Linked DNA regions of Mus musculus: region 1 is linked to region 2. The links are chromatin contacts, called in public promoter capture Hi-C maps. All regions are on one chromosome and are shown on one strand. The core of a region is the stretch at or near the end of the contact, and the rest is flanking DNA. Distances in the headings are between cores, read along the strand shown.

Region 1 (3,546 bases), core at 204-2,703, 290 kb before region 2:
TATCTATGCCTTTCCAAAATAAAATTTCAAAACGGAGATACGGAATACCTCCTGTCCGCGATGGAGGATGCTTACTTACCCGTGTCCTATGTTGATTTTGTTTAGCCTGCTCCCGGCTCCCTTGAAGCTGCCTATCTTGATGCTACCAGTAGAGGGCACCAACGTCTGCAAAGCAGCCTCTTTCTAAGCCTATCTTTGGCCTTGCTGCAGTCACAGGGATACAAGTGGGATCAGATTTCTCTACCGGGCCTGGCTGCACACCTCTGGGCCCTGGGTCATAACTGAACTTATCATGTCGCTTTGAAAGTACAGTCTGGTTTGATGAGCATGGACCTAACTCGTGGTCATTGCTTGATAACCCATAGGTAACCGTGGACGCTGCTAAGAAGGGGCTGTTCATTCCACTCCAGGCAATGCTAGACCTATAGGAGCACCTCTCTGACCATCAGTTCCCTCATCTGCAAAAGGGACAGTGCTCATCTGAGCCCTGAAGAGCCCCCCGTGTAAGCAAATATGCTTGCTGCATCCAGGGGATGCTGAGTGTAAATAAGTTAGAACCTCCTTATAGAGAATTCTCCAATGGACAGAATCTGCCAGGGTGACTATGGGGCTTCTAATGCCACCTAGTGACAGCCCTGTGGTGACAGTAATAATTGATTACATTTTCCATAGTTTCCAAAGCTGTCATAGTCATTGTTGTTCAATTCTGACAAGAGCCCTGTGTAATTAGATGCATTTTTACAGTGCTTGCTCATTAAAAGTGCCCAGTTAGGGTTCAAGGATTGTTCCTCAAAAGAAGAAATGTGGAGTTTCAGCTGCCATTCAGAGGTCACCGGTGCTGGCCCGTTCCCTGGGAGCTGAGGGTAGGAGAGCCGGCTCTGCATGCTGGGAGCCGAGCGAGCATCGTGGCTGTTCACAGACTTCTCCCATGTAGCTCTGGAACTGTCTCAGGAAGGTGGGCCAGCCCCAGCTTCTCTTACAGAGATGAGGCAACTCAGGTCAGGGAGAGTCATGCAAGCTAAAGAGGCCAGGGTTGCAGAACAGGATGCTAACGGAGGAGACAGAAGCTAGCACTAGGAAGCAAGAGAAAGCATCAAACTTCCAAGAAGCTGGGACCCCATCAGGCCCCTTGCGTGACCATATAAGCTTAGCCTCTCTGTTTAAACAACAGCAAGAAATACTTTCCCTGCCCATGTTATAGGCTTATTGTTTTTTGAGAAAGTAATAAGAAAATCCCTAATCCTGGTTGTGATGCATGTCTGAGCTGGGCTCTCTCAGGAAGCCAGACAAACTTGAGCCAGTTCCAGACAGGCAAGAACAGGCCATCTAGAACTCTATTTGGAGGCAGTTTGGGGTCCGTCGGTTTTTACTAAAAGAGAAGGGGAAAGTGCTTCTGCTGACAAGGTTGGGAGTGTGGGGACAGGTCCCACTGGGTCTGTCCTTAGGGCTCAATACGAGAGTCTTGCTAGAACCTTCTGGAACAGCGGAGCTGGCGGGGCTAAAGGTGGAGAACTGGTTTGATGGGTGTGCCCCGAAGCCACTCAGTGCCCAGAGATTGAGTCTCTGTGGAAGTAAGACACAAAATGACTTAGTGGTGGTTTGTCTGGAGTAAAACAATAGGGGATTTCTGTGATGGCTTGTGGAAGGCCCCTCCAAGGTACTAGAGATGCACCAGACACTACAAGAAGCAGGGCCAGGGTACCCAGGCCCCAAGGTGGACACACAGCAGCTGTGGTCATGGTTACCAGTGCAGAGATGCTATGGTATTCTGGCCTGAGAGGACTTGGATGTGAACTTGAAAGGGTTATAGCCGTGGGCTCCTGCCCTAGTCTGTGTTGAGCCACCAACAGAATGCCACCAACTTGGTATTCTATAATGTAAACAAATTGATTGCTTCATGATTCCAGAGACAGAGAAAGACAGGTTTAGAGGGCCTCTCTTCCTGTGCAGTCCCCTAGAAGGGGAAACAGAATGAAAGTTAGACACAGAAGGACCGATCCTCATACAAAGAACCAGCGCCCCTGGTGCCTAGTCTGTTCTCAAGGTGGCTTTAATCTGAGCAGAGAGGCTGAGCTCACAACCTGATGGCTTCTTAAAGGCCATATTTATTTATGTATTTTTTGTGTGAGCGTTTACTTGCATGTATGTGTGTATACCACATGTATGCCTGGTGCCCACAGAGGTCAGAAGAGGGCATTAGATCCCCTGGAACTGGAGTCACAGATGGTTGTGAGCCACCATGCGGGTGCTGGGAACTAAACCAGGATCCTTGGCAAAAGCAACAAGCGAGTGGAGCCGTACATGTCTCCAGCCCTGAAGCCCCATTTCTTGACACTGTTAGGAGGCAATTACACTTCAGTTTGAGTCTCTTAAATGATCATTGTTTTTAGTGAGTGAGACTAGAGAGAAAGGACGAGAACAATGCCTGTGTCGCTAACTTCACCATCAGAAAAAGGGCAGAGTCAAGGTAAGGTAGGTACCTGGGTGGGAGTTATACCCCAGGGCCAAAGTGTGCACATGTGCGTGCGCGTGCACACACATACACACACACACACACACACACACACACACACACACACACACACCACACCACACACCACACATCACACACCACACACACAGGCAAGGACAAGTGTGGGCATCTCAAGAGTTGCAACTATGTGAGTGGTCACGTGATGCCCCACCATAACACAGCCCTGAGGATACCTGGGCCTCCACTCACTGTGGAAGCTTGTCCCACCCCACCCCCTGTCCCTCTTGCCTGTCTAGGAGCCGAGGCAGTGGCTGGTATAGTTACCATTTCCAGGAGTCAGTTCAGAAGTGAGCAGTCGCTTTCTGGCTGAGTCTGTGTTCCGTGTTCTTGGGGAGCTGGCTCCATACCTGCCGTTTAGAACCTACAAAATGTTAGAAGTGGAGCCATGCATGTGGATCTGAAGCTTGGCTCCACCTTATGTACAAGAGAATCTGGGCTCATGTGCAGAGTAGTGGTGACCTTTGGGGCAACTAAATGTGTTGTGAGGTGAAGGCTCCCACCACAGTGGATGTGTCTGTCTTTTCTCATTAGCTCCTCCCCCTTCCTCCTTTCCTCTTTCCTCTCCCTTCCTTACTCCTTCCCTTCCTTTCCTCTTTATTTCCCTATTGTTTCCCCCCTTTATTCATGTCTCAATAACCTGGTAAGTCTGACCTGTTCTTTAATTTTTCTTATTCTGCCGATGCCCAAGCCAATTCATAGCAACCATTATGACTAGCAGACACTGTGTACATTTGAGAAATGTCCATGCCAGTGGTGGACAGAGCCCCACGCAGTTGACCACTCCTTTACAAAAGTGGGCCAGACCAGAGAGATCTGTGGACACATCTGACTCCCACCAGTTCTCCGGGAGTCCAGAACCTGCTCTGTTCCTGTCCTAGACATGAAAGGCCACAGCAGTGTGCTATTTCAAAAGTCTATTGCACTCAAGACACAACTCGCACAGGACCCAGTTGAAGAGAAGTCAGAATCTACCACGGAGCATGTCAGATGTGCTTGCTGCTGGGAGACAGTGC
Region 2 (3,311 bases), core at 783-3,282:
CAGGACAATTGAAACGTGAACTTCATTGTATTCTTCGGCAGCTGAGGACTAAACGAATTTTAGATTTGCTTCCAAAATACATAACCCCACATCTTGCCTCACTTATTGAGAGGACATACAACTCAATCTGAATTTACCTGTATTGTATTTGAGATCCCTATCATCAGATGTGACTCCAGGGAAAATACATGTCTCCAAATCACCTTCGTTGTCTTCTTTTGGCTTTCCCGGGCTTCCAGTTAGCAACAACAAAGTACTTGTATCTTGTGGTAGGAGAAAGTTTCACAGGTTTTTAGAAGCCTCATTTAGAACTTCTTATCATTAAAAGAAAACCTTTCAAAACTGAACTGAATTATCTGGTGAAGACTTTTTTTTTTTTAATCTTCTAAGATTTCTACATCTATGGGTTCCCTCAGACCAGCGAGATTTCACTCTGGGTAAATGTTTGAGGCAAAGGTCCCTGTTTCAGAGAGGTAAGCTGGAAGGATCTGGAGGTCTAGGCAGTCAAGTTTCTAAGTCTTCTAAACTGGGGTACCTGCTAAGCTCTGGTCATTGAAAGCAACTTGGAGCAATGGTCCTCCCCTTTGGTGCTGGAGGGAGTATTTAGGGAGCATTTGCTGTTTGGGACCAGCGCTTAGCAGGCTCTTCTTTCCCCCACCAGTCCGGATGGGTTTTTGGATCTATGAAAAAGCTTCTGCAGCCTGAAATGGGTTGTTTGCAGCGATCTTTCTGCTCCTGCTGGCTTGCGGGCAAGGGAGGTGCAGAATTATTTCAGGCCTCTGTCTCAAAACTCTCTTCTTCCATGCATTGATACAGTTGGTCACTGATGCTTTGGGGCTGCAGTTAGATAGAGAGTGTGCTTTAGGGTGGGATCCTGATAGGTATGCTGCTTAAAATTTCAAAGTCAGGTGAGATGAGCTTTCCCCAAAGATATTCAGGCTTTGGGTTTGCAAAGTCGAACCCTGTTATTTGCAGAGAGAATAAAGACACTAAATGTCACAAATACCCTTCTCCCCTGCCCATCACCTCCCAAGGCAGATGCTATCCTGACACCTGAACTCCAATGACAAACACAAACTCAAAAAAAAAAAAAAAAAAAAAAAACCTCATGAGCACACTTTTGCACGGGCCTAGAGAGGAGACTCAAGGGGTGAGAAAATATCCCCATTGACAGTTTCTAAAACTTGTCCTGTTTGGACAGAGTATGAAATGGAGATCATTTGTGTAAATTAGCTGCCAGGAACCAATGGGCGCTGGGTCTGCTGGTGCACACCTACACTCTCAACACCAGGGACGAAGCCAGTGGGGTAGCAAGTTCAGGACCATCTTGGGTAAGATAGGGAGCGACTTCTAAGCTAGCCAGAGCTGGAGAGCAAGAGTCTGTTTTAAAGGAAAAAAAAAGGGAGAAAGGGTAGAGATTAGTTGAATATCCCTTGACCACCTCTCAGCCTTTCTCATCTTTGTCCCTTTTCTTAAGGAATGAGTTACAGCTAATGTCTTGGAACACTCTCCAAAGATAAGACAACTAAGGACCATGCCTAAACTATTTCTATTAGTAAAGATGCTGCTATTGTTTTCCATTATAGTTACAAAGATACACTAGTTTGAGCTCATAGTGGGAGCTTTATAAATGTTCCATGCCCTCCGCAGATTTCCAACATTCTCAGGCGGGAGCGTGTGGGATCGGCACCAGAAACACTTTAAAGAGGGGTTAAAAGACAAGAAATGAGACTCGGCAAGCTTCCTCTTTAAACAATCGGCTTTAATTACGCCTTAGACTTTTCAGTTTGGGCGATTATAACCCTTGAGGGATCGCCTAATAACAACTCTGCTGACTGCTCCTGTAATTAACTCCTAATTTATTTCAAACGGGGCGGGGGAAGGGCCCCAAGCCTCTCCAGGGAGAGCCAATCGGTGGCGAGCGTCCGTGGCGTCAGGAGCAGGGCCGTCGCCAGTTGGTTGAGCCGAGTCTCCCACTTCCCCTCGGAGGACAGGCTGGGCTCCCAGCGCGCCCCTGCCGGCTCCCCCCCCAAAAGTTGGAGTCTTCGCTTGAGAGTTGCCAGCGGAGTCGCGCGCCGACAGCTACGCGGCGCAGAAAGTCATGGCTTCTCCGACTAAAGGCGGTGACTTGTTTTCGTCGGATGAGGAGGGCCCCGCGGTACTGGCCGGCCCGGGTCCCGGGCCTGGAGGAGCCGAGGGCAGCGCAGAGGAACGCAGGGTCAAGGTCTCCAGCCTGCCCTTCAGCGTGGAGGCGCTCATGTCCGACAAGAAGCCGCCCAAGGAATCGCCCGCGGTGCCACCCGACTGCGCCTCGGCTGGCGCTGTCCTGCGGCCGCTGCTGCTGCCGGGACACGGCGTCCGGGACGCTCACAGTCCCGGGCCTCTCGTCAAGCCCTTCGAGACCGCCTCGGTCAAGTCGGAAAATTCCGAAGACGGAGCACCGTGGATACAGGAGCCCGGCAGATACTCCCCGCCGCCCAGTGAGTGCGCGTCTGGGACGGGATCCGGGCTGGACCAGCGCGAGGGGTCCCAGAGGGGCTGGGGAACGGGTGTTAACAGGATGATGCTCTTGACCCCCCTGGTACCCCAGTTCAGCGGGCGGTCCGCATCCCAGAATCCCTAGCTTCGAGGAATCTGCAGTACCTGAGCGCTGGCTGGCATTTGAAAACCAAACCAAGTTGTTGATTTCTGCAGTCCTTAGCCCCCTGCTCCGAAAACTTCATATTTGTGTACCTGCCCGGGAAATAGGGGAGAGTCGCTGTTTTGTTTTGTTGAGTCAGGGTCTCCTGTGGCCCGTGCTGGTATGCAGCTCAGGATGGTCTTGAACTCGTCATCTTACTCCACCACCTAAGTACTAGAATAACTGGTGTGCACCACCACACCGGGCTGGGATCCACTTTAAATGAGTATTGAAATGTGGTTTTGCTGGCCTTCAAAATATACAGGCAGCCCCATGAAGTTCACCCCACTATAAAGACTAGACAACTGGAAGTTAACCAGACATGGAGCAGACATACTTGGTAGTCTTCGAACTCCAGTGTCCATCCTATGAAGGGAAGGTGGCAGGCAGAGACTGATTCGGAAAGGAAGCTTCTTGTATTCTAGTCCGTTGTTGGTTAGGTTCTGCGTGTTGCAGGGAGCTAGTTTGGGCCAGACCCTCGTGGGCTCTCCTGGGTTCACAGTAATAATTAACAGCATTCCTTCAGAACTTGAGAATGTACAGTGAGGTGGCCACAAGTTCGCCAGATTTGGCTGCTTGCTAGAACCTCAAAGTACAGGCAGAGGCATGCCACCTGTGGCTACCCCTTCAG

What was found. Promoter capture Hi-C pulls out the DNA fragments that hold promoters and counts their contacts.
Region 1: a promoter capture Hi-C map of cranial neural crest shows a contact between it and region 2. The contact joins the enhancer-like site here to the promoter of Msx2 in region 2. A contact is called at or near these places in 9 of 39 promoter capture datasets (the 3T3-L1 cell line, cranial neural crest, embryonic stem cells and 5 more), 2 of 15 datasets of contacts at CTCF or cohesin (embryonic stem cells and stem cell-derived epiblast-like cells), 31 of 484 Hi-C or Micro-C datasets (B cells, the C2C12 cell line, adipose-derived mesenchymal stem cells and 17 more), 16 of 115 datasets of contacts at active chromatin or transcription factors (craniofacial prominence, embryonic basal ganglia, embryonic forebrain and 7 more) and 2 of 9 other capture datasets (embryonic tail and embryonic trunk).

What each region holds. Positions count from the first base shown.
Region 1 is chr13:53,761,683-53,765,228 of GRCm38.p6, reverse strand. All of the region lies in intron 3 of Gm34439 (a long non-coding RNA gene), which reads left to right. Among named protein-coding and RNA genes, the nearest start is that of Gm34439, 24 kb to the left of the region's middle. Within about 2 kb of position 1,453, at least 3 of the 459 cell types and tissues checked have an H3K27ac peak or open chromatin away from gene starts, as enhancers often do.
Region 2 is chr13:53,471,501-53,474,811 of GRCm38.p6, reverse strand. It overlaps Msx2 (msh homeobox 2), which reads left to right and starts at 2,032. Exons shown (of 2, transcript NM_013601.2): 1 at 2,032-2,480. The coding sequence starts at 2,102. It overlaps Gm33763 (a long non-coding RNA gene), which reads right to left. Exons shown (of 4, transcript XR_873406.2): 2 at 1-837.